Linked DNA regions of Mus musculus: region 1 is linked to region 2. Evidence: chromatin contacts called from public Hi-C data. All regions are on one chromosome and are shown on one strand. The core of a region is the stretch at or near the end of the contact, and the rest is flanking DNA. Distances in the headings are between cores, read along the strand shown. Region 1 overlaps Hivep2 (human immunodeficiency virus type I enhancer binding protein 2). Region 2 overlaps Aig1 (androgen-induced 1).

Region 1 (5,141 bases), core at 1,951-4,450, 270 kb after region 2:
ATTTCCAGGAGTTGTAAACGAACCAGGCCTGTTTGTTGTAAAGGAGCTGATAGAGTTTCTGTCTTCATTATTTTATTTTATTTTATTTTAATTTTTAAGTTGACAGGCAGCACTGGGTGTTAGTATATATCATTTTGTGACTTGCTCATCAGCCCAAGCTTCATGTACAATGTTTTAAACTTCTCGTTGTTGGCACCCAGTGTCTGGTTTCAGTTAAATCAGTTGAGAATTAAAAGTGGGGTCAGAAATGACTTTCATCCTCCTCAAGGTCACATGGATTCCCTTGCCTTGGTGGGCAGTGCAGAAAGGAACGACCTTGGGGAACACGATTTAGGCAATTGTCAGCTAGACTTTTGGCCTTGAGGAAAGTGTAGGCTGCTTCAGAACCAAAGCAAAAGGAGAAATCCCCATGGTCTCCACTGCAGTCTTTCACTGGGTTAGTGTCAGACAGGCGGAGGAGGCTTCCCCTCTACTTCCTGCTGTGGGTTCTGGGTCACTGGGGAGCCCATCTCCACCAGCCCTCTCTGCAGACTGTTTCTCAGTGGCGGTGTCATCTCAGGGATGAAGGGGGGCTAGACTTTTTCAACTGCTTATTGTTTTGTTTTGGGTTTTTTTTTTTTTTTTTTTTTTTTTTTGGTTGCCAAGCCAAGCTTTGGGTCTGTGTAGTGGAGGCTTTACGCTTGCCTGTTTGTATCAGACTTTACAGTTGTCTCTTTAATAAGTAAGCTACTCGCCCTTCTCTTTTGTGAAGCCTGTTTTCAGTGCATGATCCAGGCAGCATGCCTGGGATTAGCAGTGCCCCCTCTCCAGCTGACTGCCCAGGCAGTTCCAAAAAAGGCAATCGTCCCTGCTATTGATTTCTGTGGAGCATCAGTCATGTTGGAGTTATTTACCACGAGAGAGGAGTAAGCGTCTTGCATCTGTCTCTTAGGTTTAACACAAGGGCACTGTACAGCAAGCCTGTCTCCATTCTGATCTAAGGAGATATTTTTTCCTCTCCTTGGAGGCAGCTTGGCCAGGGCAGTTAAGTGGATCTGGGGAGTATGAAGGTCTTGGTTTTTTAACCCCTTGCTGCTTCTTAGTGAAAAGGGAGGACAGTGGATGGATGCTGTCTGCCACTTAGCCCTTCCCAGGATGTGGTAAAGTAATGAGATAATAGTTGTTGAGTACACTCAAACGCAGATGAGAGATAGTTCTAAAAGTGCCAGCCCTTACTGGGGGGAAAAAAGCTAACAACAGAACTAGCAAACAAACATGTTTTATCAAGACTCAGATTTCAAATGCATCTTAAAATCTGGTGTTTCTGTGGGGAAAACAAAGCCCTGGGGCATTATGATAATGTTGAAGTGGCAGGAAAAAAAAAATGGATTGGTATTGCATTCACTTTGTACACGCTTCCATGGTGGTTTCTGTACATTTTCATGTTTAAAAATATAATAAAATTATTTCCATGCTCCTAAGAATGTACCTTCGGCACTACCCCATCTTGACAGCTCCCTTTAAGCCTATGAATGGAGCACAATATAAAAAACTTGGGCTGTGGTGTTGGAAAAGGACTGGAGTCCCAGGATCTATGTAGGGTAGCTAGCTCACAACCACCTCTTAACTCACTTCCAGGGAATCTGACGCCCTCTTCTGGCCTCAGTGGGCACTACACTCACTCATATCTGCACACTCAGCCATGCACATACATAATTAAAATTAAAGACATTTCTTTTAAAGAAAAAAAGTACTCAGGAGAACTCTTAGGAAAATGTCTTTTGTTTTTCTTAGCATAGTGTGAGCAAAGTGTCCCCATCTGTCATTCCCAATACTGGGCTCCCCACCAAAGGATCAGTAAACACAAAAGTTTTGTATCATTTGACCACAAACTTATCTTGCTGTTACCCTTTCTCTCAAGTGTGAGACTTTATTGAGCAGGTGTAGAGGGATAATTCACAGTCTGGCAGAGGTGGAGGGGGTGAGTGGGTTAGCTCACTGCCTGGTAGAGGTGGAGGGGGTAGATGGGATAGCCCTCTGCCTGGCAGGAGTGGAGGGGTTATGAGGGGTGGAGAGAGTGGGATAATTCAATGGCAGGAGTGGAGGTGTCAAGGGGGTGGGTGGTATAGCCCATTGTCTGGCAGGGGTGCAGGGGTGGGTGGAATAGCTCACTCTCTGGCAGGGGTGGAGGGGGTGGGATAATTCATTGTCTGTCAGGGTGGAGGGGATGGCTGGCTCTGCAGTCTTGCCTTGCAGATGGTAGGAGCCTGGTTCCCGGCTCACTTTCATTTTCTTTCTTGGGATCCATATCCTTGCCTCCTTATCTGTGAGAAGGAAGCAGGCCCCCTCCTGCTGGATGAGACTTGGTGAAGGAAGTTGGAGGTGACCTACTCTCAGCTAGAGACAGGGGGTCAGGGAGAGCTGACATTCTCTGCCTGGGTCAGGTAGCCATTTGTGGCAGAGTGGCCCAGGAAGACCTTTGCTGGGGAGAATTAATTGCTTTAATACTGACTGGCTGTAATCCAGCCCGTCTGGAGTTTGCTTCCTGCTCCTGGTTGTCATTTGAAGCTGGCTGAGGAACACAGTTGTTGTCTATGGACACACTTAAGAAGCAGCTGTGGTGTGCTTTCTCTGTACATAGGAATGCCGAGTTCCTGCCAGAGAAAACTTCACTTTTATCCAGGTGACACCACATTGATGAGTACTCTGCCAGCCTCCTTAATTTCATATCCTTAATTAAAGATCAGGTATCACGCTTTGATGAGTCTGAACAGTACGTTGGTTTTGGCTGGCCTTTTTTTTTGCTAAGCGTGATATCTTTATGGTGGAGTTGATACTCCTTGCAGTAGGGAGATTGTCTTGTGCATTGCAAAATATTTCCCAACATCCCTGTCCTCCACCCAGTGGATGACAGTAGCCCAACCCTACTCTCCTGCCAATCTTAACAGTCAGAAGGAGCCCCTTGCTCAATGTCCCCTGGGAGGCAAAATGTCTGCACTTGTAAGCCTCCATAGGCTATCAAGAAATCTGAAGCCTGTGCATCTGCCAGCCCCAACCAGACGTTTATCAGCAGCACAAAGCCTGAACTTAAGATCCAAGTAGGAACGCAAGGGTGGGGAGAGTTAAGTTTCTAAATAGTGAGTATTCCAGTTCCTAGTCTGTGACTGTGTGAGTAGCAATCCCTATCAGGGGACTTCCCCTGCTGGCTTGTGGCAGGAATTCCCTCTCCCCCTCTCCCAAAGGCTGGGACTTCCTTCTCAAGGACTGCCCATGCTTCTGACTCACTTAATTCTTCTGTCTCTTCTTTTCAATTTTCTTCCCCCTGTGGCTGCCAGTAACTGGACCAACCTTGCTGCCTCTGACAAAGACGGGAGCCATTGAGAGTGTCCCTGTCAGTGCAGTGCCAGGTCACTGTGTACGCCTCCAGACAATGCGTCTTGCTATTCTTACATGTTTGCTTATTTGATAGTTCTTCCTGGTCTTTTGTGGCCTATGTTGGGGAAGACTGTTTTATACACTATTGACTCAAGTCCTCAGTTTGGCGATCTGGCAAGAAACTGTGCCATCCGCGGTTGGCAGTTTCTGTGGTACTCTTATTACATTGCCTTAGGCTAATTCTAAATCCGGTTATGTAAGCGTTAGGAGGGGTAGCTTCGAGTGCCAGTTACCATTTGTGACATTCGTCTAGAGGGGAAACAGTCCAGATTTCCAATGCTAGATATAAAAGTGAACTTGGGGAATGTGACTCTTTTTAAATAAGATGAGGAGATGAGAGACAGGCGAGCAGGTGGCATAGACCAGCTGGTACCCATTACAAGTGAGGCTTTCCATAATGCTACAGGGAGATGCTCTTGGTAGCGAGGTCAGAGTTCCTGCTTCTGTGGGGCAGAGCCTTCCCCTTCATCCCAGGCTTAGAGAGCTGACAGATTGAAACAGCTGTGGCTTGCTCCTCTTCTAAGGAATAGAGGAAGCGTGCAAATATTTCCTCCGATCCCATTTGGACATGCCATGGAGCACAATCTTTACCAAATGCACAGTCTGCCAAGAGAAGAAAAGAATAGTCACTGTGAATAGAGATCCCAACGACCAATGACTGTAAGAAATAACCAGACAAGTTCAGCTTTAAAGAGAAAGAAAGCAGACCACCTATGCTGTACAAATTTGTGATGAAACTAAGAAAAGGTTAGTTACAAGAGAAGCACAAAACCCCCAAGTCCTTGTTTGTACGTCAAATGATGAAAATGGGAATCTCCAGTGTGTCACACCAGGAGACCCCTCCTCCTGGACCCTAGACGGTCTGAGTTCCCGTTATCCTGTGTGCATTCTCCCTTCCCTCTAAAGTTGTCAAGATGGACACTGTAGACAGGCACAGTTGACAAAGCGAGACTGTGAGAGTGCTGAGCCAGTTACTTCCTTTGGAAAGTTTCTAGAACACCTTACTGATGATTTTAAAGTTGGGTTCAGGCTGCCCCGAGACATTGGATAGTGTTAGAAATGAAATATTAGCCTGGTGGACACTTCCTATTCTGGGGGCTTCCGGTCTTGAATTTCAGAGAGCATGCCATTAAATAATATCCAGACACTGTGTGTCCTTTGTTATGGGACCAACCAGTCACAGTTGGTTTTCAGTAGTTCGGAGATCTGTGGGCATCAGAACCATGCCACACAGCACTGTACGTCTGTTTGTTGAATGAATCAGTGAATAAATGAGAAGGGAAAAAAACCAGTTCATCATGAAGAAGATTTGTATAGAGTGTTTATATTTATTCTTTGAGAATTTTGTACAAATGGACAGTGTGCTTGGTTATATCTCCTCCCAGTCCTTCCCTCCTCTCCTCCTGGGTGTCTCTAATACCATACCCTCTTCCCAACACCAGGCCCTTTTGTTTTGGTTTTAAGTCCACTGGGTCCAATTAGCATTGCTCATATGTGCATGGCCATCCACTGGAGCACGGGCAACCTACCAGGGAACATTTTTTAAAGGAAAAGTAAACGCTAATTTTTCCCTGGAAAAATTACAGGCATTTTCCAATAATTATGTTACTGCAAAATTTAAAAGAGCAGCATGTATTTTTTTTTCATTGTTGCTCTTAAGCAAGGACAGCAGGAATAGATGGTCATTTCTAGAGACAGAGGTCATGGCACCCGCTTGCCAAGTCATC
Region 2 (5,353 bases), core at 2,385-4,884:
CAAAGGCCATACCATCTAGCCATATGTTCTTGACTGAATTCCCTTCCATGAGGTTTCATCTCAGTAATACATGTTTCAAAGCTGTTGTAGCATGTCAAGGAACACGACACTCAGTGTCACAAGTAACAAAGCATTGACTTTTGTCTCTTATAAAGTTCTACTCAGGGTAGAGAGATGGTTCAATGGCTAAATGCTTGCTGAAGAAACACGAGGACCTGAGTTCAGATCCCTAGTACCAAGTCAAAGCCAGACTCAGAGGTACCCATCTATAACTCCAGCACCAGGAGAGAGAAGAGGCCAATCTCTGTGACTCATCGGCTAGCTAGTCTAGCCAAAACAGCAAGTGCCAGGTTCAGAAAGAGAGTCTGTCTGAAAAACAGTATGGAGGAACAGCCAGAGAAAGCACCCCAACATTTGCCTCTGGTTTCACATATGCTGGACAACAGAGCCCACCACCAGCCCCTCCACATACATGCATGTGTACACCACCCCCTCTTCAAGTTTCCCTTCATTCTGGTGACATTCATGGGGAAATTTGGAAGTATTTGCCATAGTGGAGTAAGATATGGATAATGTAGCAGTGGGACAGATGGAGAGACTACGTTGCACACGTAACGTAATTTAACTTAGGTCTTGAGCCATTCCGCTTGATTGTGGGAAACGTGAGTGGAGCAGAGTTGAGTCGAGAATGGTATAGCACAGCTTGACCGTGTAGAGTATGCATATAAAAGCCAGGCTGTCTGGCTGTGTCATTGAAAGGCTTGTTGTGTAACTATGTGATCTTCGGCCACTTTGCCTCTAAAACTACAGGCAGGAAATGAAATCCAATTGTTCACTATTTCTGTTAAATTCTAACTTAAGCACAGTCAACTTGACACTCTAGTTCCCCTCCCTCTTCCCAATTCCCACTTCTGCTTTCCTTCCCCTGCCCCCTCATGGAATATTAGGATCTAAGTCCTAAGAAGGGACACATGCACCATGGCACAGTGGGGGAGCACTTACGGGTCCATCATTGCCCTTGGCTCTCTTGCTCCTGCTCATCCTTGTCGGACTTCTACCCACACTGCTCTCCCTGGTGACATTACTTGGCACAGGGAACCTCATTAAATCTGTTGATGGCGTACTCTTACCAGGACACGTAGGCCCTCTGTTCCCCTCCCAGGACAATCTCTGGGGAAACCGTGAATCCAGATCTTTCTATCCTCAACCCATCCTAAACACTCTGCTGTTGAATGTTGTTTCATGTTTGCTTCCTTCCTGAGAATGTTCCAGAATTCAAGATCCAGATCCCCTGTACCATGGGATTTCCCTGACAATTCTGATGTTCGTAAAGGTGGAGGCAGGCGTAATAGCAGAAATGTGTCAGTGAGGCTGTGTATAGACTGCTGGGGAAATGAGTCAGCTGTGTTCTGGGTCTTCCTTTCTGATGAAATTTGGGAAGCCTGCGGCCATGTTATTGGATTTAGCATTTGAGAGCCCAGGAGGCTAGCCACCAACCACCTCAGCCATCCTGGTACTCCACCCTCCAATCTTCATAGACCCAGAAGTAGAAGTGAAGGAGAGGAGGGCCCAAAGCATCTAAACAAGAGATTCCTCTGCCAAGGTCTAACTGGTCAACCCCGGGACAGGAAGGCTGTCCAACGTCATATTTTCTTCTCCCGAAATCTTCTGCTGATGGGACTGAAAGGCTGTCCTCCACAGGGAAAGAGTGTCTGTTTGCCTTTCGAAAAATTGTCTTATTATTAAAAGGCACACAAAACAAAACCCCAACTCTCCAATCTCTTGAGTTGTAAGACCTGATTTCAGAAGACGATAACCAAGAATTTACCCATTTTCTGCGAGTAGCTTGTACCTTGAGCTAAAAGCCTTCTGGACATGAGATAAAAGGGAACTATCAAGAAGAAAAGAGCCCAAAACAGTGGTTAGAGTTTTGGAAGAGAAACCCGGTCTAACTACACTGATTTGGGAGTACTTATTTTATTCCCAGAACTCTACTAAAAACTGCTACTAAATTATATTGGTGGTACATCTTACATCAACAACACAACCTCAGCAAGGTAATGAAGACACTCAGAGGTTGTTTCTCTGCAACACAGCATTACGAGTGCCATAGGCTGAATTTGGAGCCTGGCTTTGCATTAGCTTCTTGCGTGGGCCAATCACCAGCTTCTCAGGCCTCAGTTCTCGATTATGGCGACATAATTAACTCAGGGCTTCTTAGGACTTCGGTGAGCTCACTCGGACAGTGCCCTGGTGCACGGGAAGATCCAGGCATCAGCAGTTAGGTTTGATGTGGAAGAAGATGTAGGAAAGGGGTAGGGACATCACTAACTACATTTACAATACCTTGCTAGCTCCCAATGTGGTAAAAGAACTTTCTATTTCTCTAAATCATTGTCTTTCCCAAGAAAACAGCCTCATGTGATGTGGGGGAGGGGAGGGGCTTTAACTGCATTCCCCTTCTGTCCTGACGGAATTGGAAGAAAATGACCTCCCATTCCTCACCAGACAGCTGCAACAGATTTCTAATTTCTAGACAAGAAGAACATCCACATTTCACGGATTTCTGTGGCCCACTGGAATTGGTGCTATTGCCACATGTGGTTGCTTATTCACCATAAGTAGCCCACAACTTTCTTTTACAGCTGGTAGTTCATAGCCAGCTTCACCTTTGAAGGAACAGGTCATGGGTGCCTGTATCCAACTGCTGGGCTACAGTGAAGTTACATCAGAAATTCCTATTTTTCGGGACTATATATACAACTCAGTTATATTAAGGAACATTCTGGGCAAATAACATTACTAAAGCCATAGCTTTTGCTCAGGGCATCCCAGTGGGGTTGTAGAATGGAGTTTCAATCTTTGTAAACTAATGATTCTCTCTGATGGCTTGAGTAGCAAAGGAGATGGTGATGGTATTTACTGAGACAGACAGCAGGTTTGGGAAGGGCACAAGGGTCCATGTTTCAATTTTGGATGTTGCATATAAAATGTCCTTGAGTAATCCAATGGATCATTGCGACTCATACTTACATTCCCAGCTCAGAGGGGAGGAGGTGGTAGCCCAAGCAGGGTGACTGTTGTATGAGGCCATCTTGAGTAACATGGTGAGTTACAACCCAAGTGAGTTCATGCTTCAAATATTTTAAGAAAGTGGAAGTGTGCAGTGTGGTGCCTATGTGTGTGTGCAGGAGTGCGTGCATGTGTGTGTGTGTGTGTGCATGACTGCTAGGAAACTGGGTTGGAGCCTAGCCTTGGTCCTGTGAGTATTCTATGGAGGAGGGACCTACAAGGAAATTAGAGTAGTCTCTAGAAGAAAACCAGAGACACTGTTGTGGAAGAGCCAATTAAGTTTTTAAAAATTGCACAGAGTCAAGAGATGTAGGAAATACTGAATAGCACAGCAGCACTTAGCATGGCAGTCCCTGAGAGTTCTGCCCCTCAGTCCTGGTAAAGAGAGCTGCTGGATGGTTGTGAGTCTAGCTCTCTTGCTGTCCCCACCCCCAACCTCCAAATCAGTGCTATATTCCTGCCTCAAAGGAATAAGGTAAAAAGAGATGGAGGGGGGACATGTGACATCCTCCTCTGGTCTCCATGGACACACCTACATACCCACAAATATAGTACTGAGAACTCAGTGTGTGAGTGTGAGCAGGGGCAGGGGAGGAGAGTAGAGAGATTCTTATACCCATGACTCACACCATCGTTAATGTCAACTGAAATCATTACATCATTTCCATTGTGATGCAGTCATCAGGACTCCCATTTGCTAACAAACCTGGCTTTCAAAGCAATCTTCCCCCCAGTCTCGTTAGCAGCAAACTCATCTGCCTCCAGCTTCGGCTATCAGCTTCAGCCATCCACCACCCACATCAGCCTGTACATCCCAACACTGTGAGAGATGTTTGTTTCATCAACAGACTCTCACAGCTACAAGTCCCTGTACAAGCATCAGTCTTGCAAAGCCTCTTCCTTATTTACTGTCTTGTTTTTAAATGAGACTTCTAGGTACTCATAATAAAATCCCCGTGCCTGTGTTGGCTGTCGGCAAGAGGCCTGCTCATGATCTTTGGCCAGGAGCCTCTCTCTTGGTGGTCTCTACCCAGACTTTTCTCTGAACCACCTGCATCGGTCAAAAGCTTACTTTTCCATCACGGTTTAGAACATCCTATCCAAGAATCTTTTGTTGATCTTTTCAGTGTGATGTGATCTAACACAGGCCTTCTAGTCTATTTTTCTTCAGTGAGGTTTGAGGGAATGTCTTATCGTCTATTCTAGATTCTATTCACCGAAAGGGGCCTCATCAAACTCACCTGGCATCCCCTTTATTACTACACGGAGAAATCAGGAAGGTTTTATTTAATTAACCCAAAAGCAAACTGTTAACAAGTTCTTTCTATAAAAATAAAATCGATGAGCACAAATATTCACTCAGAAGAACAACGCCCTGAAAACTTTAGGAAGGACTTCAATGGAGTTCATACGAGGTCAGTGAACACCGAAGCACAGCCAAAGATTGTTTTTATTTTTTAGATCCAGAATTTCTTTAACTTCTATTGCAGAATGTTTCAAATATACATAAAATAAGAAAGAATAGCTTTTTCCCCAGTACCCTGCTTAAATCAATAACATGTTCCCCATTTAATCTATTTTGTCTCCGTGGCTTCTTTCCTTCCCTTTTCTACTTCATGTGTTCTGGAACTTTTTTATTAGCACCTTCATCAAGGAGTGGGAAGGAAGTATGTGTCAAAGTCTGTCACCGCCCCACAGTGGCTCTTATTCCCTTTCCTCTAAAAGGTACAACTACTGGCACTTAAGAATGCTACTTCTTTGACTCCCCTACTGTGTCGTATCTGTGGAACCAGGCAACTCTGGTGAGCAAAGGTGATGTGCAACTTGGGATGCTTTCTTCTTTCACATGCTCCCTACAAATGGCTTGTACAAAGATGATGATAAAACTTAGAGGATCCAACAGCAGCCAGATGAGAGAGCTGGCTCTAGAGCCTCATGAGAAAACATGGGCTACCAGCCTCCAGACCATCCATGTTGAACAACTGTTACTCTAAGTCTGTTTCAACTGTTGAGCTGATATCTGAACAAAGAGAGAAAACACTCAGCAATATTGGGACTACCATGTTCCAGCAGTTGCATGAGAATGTCTATTTCCAACATAGATCATCAAACTTGATGTATGTGCCCCGTTCCTACCAGCTGTCATTCTGTTCCATGGGCATGCTGAGCAGCTGATTTTGAGTGTATACTGCAAAAGCAGTGACATTGGAAGGGCGGCTAGGTTTTAGTTCAGGTACAATTTATTTGAACTCCCTTGCAGGTTTCTGGCAAATATACATAC

Evidence for each region. Hi-C and Micro-C count contacts between places; a contact is called where the count stands out from the background.
Region 1: a Hi-C map of uterus shows a contact between it and region 2, with 3 times the contacts expected there. The contact joins two enhancer-like sites. A contact is called at or near these places in 1 of 15 datasets of contacts at CTCF or cohesin (the NIH/3T3 cell line), 3 of 484 Hi-C or Micro-C datasets (adipose-derived mesenchymal stem cells, myocytes and uterus) and 1 of 115 datasets of contacts at active chromatin or transcription factors (CD8 T cells).

The regions. Positions count from the first base shown.
Region 1 is chr10:14,045,486-14,050,626 of GRCm38.p6, forward strand. The region is part of intron 1 of Hivep2 (human immunodeficiency virus type I enhancer binding protein 2); the gene reads left to right. Among named protein-coding and RNA genes, the nearest start is that of Gm51759, 79 kb to the right of the region's middle. Within about 2 kb of position 3,201, at least 107 of the 459 cell types and tissues checked have an H3K27ac peak or open chromatin away from gene starts, as enhancers often do. A contact at or near this core is called in the NIH/3T3 cell line and uterus, where this site is marked.
Region 2 is chr10:13,772,542-13,777,894 of GRCm38.p6, forward strand. All of the region lies in intron 3 of Aig1 (androgen-induced 1), which reads right to left. Among named protein-coding and RNA genes, the nearest start is that of Aig1, 94 kb to the right of the region's middle. Within about 2 kb of position 3,635, at least 37 of the 459 cell types and tissues checked have an H3K27ac peak or open chromatin away from gene starts, as enhancers often do. A contact at or near this core is called in the NIH/3T3 cell line and uterus, where this site is marked.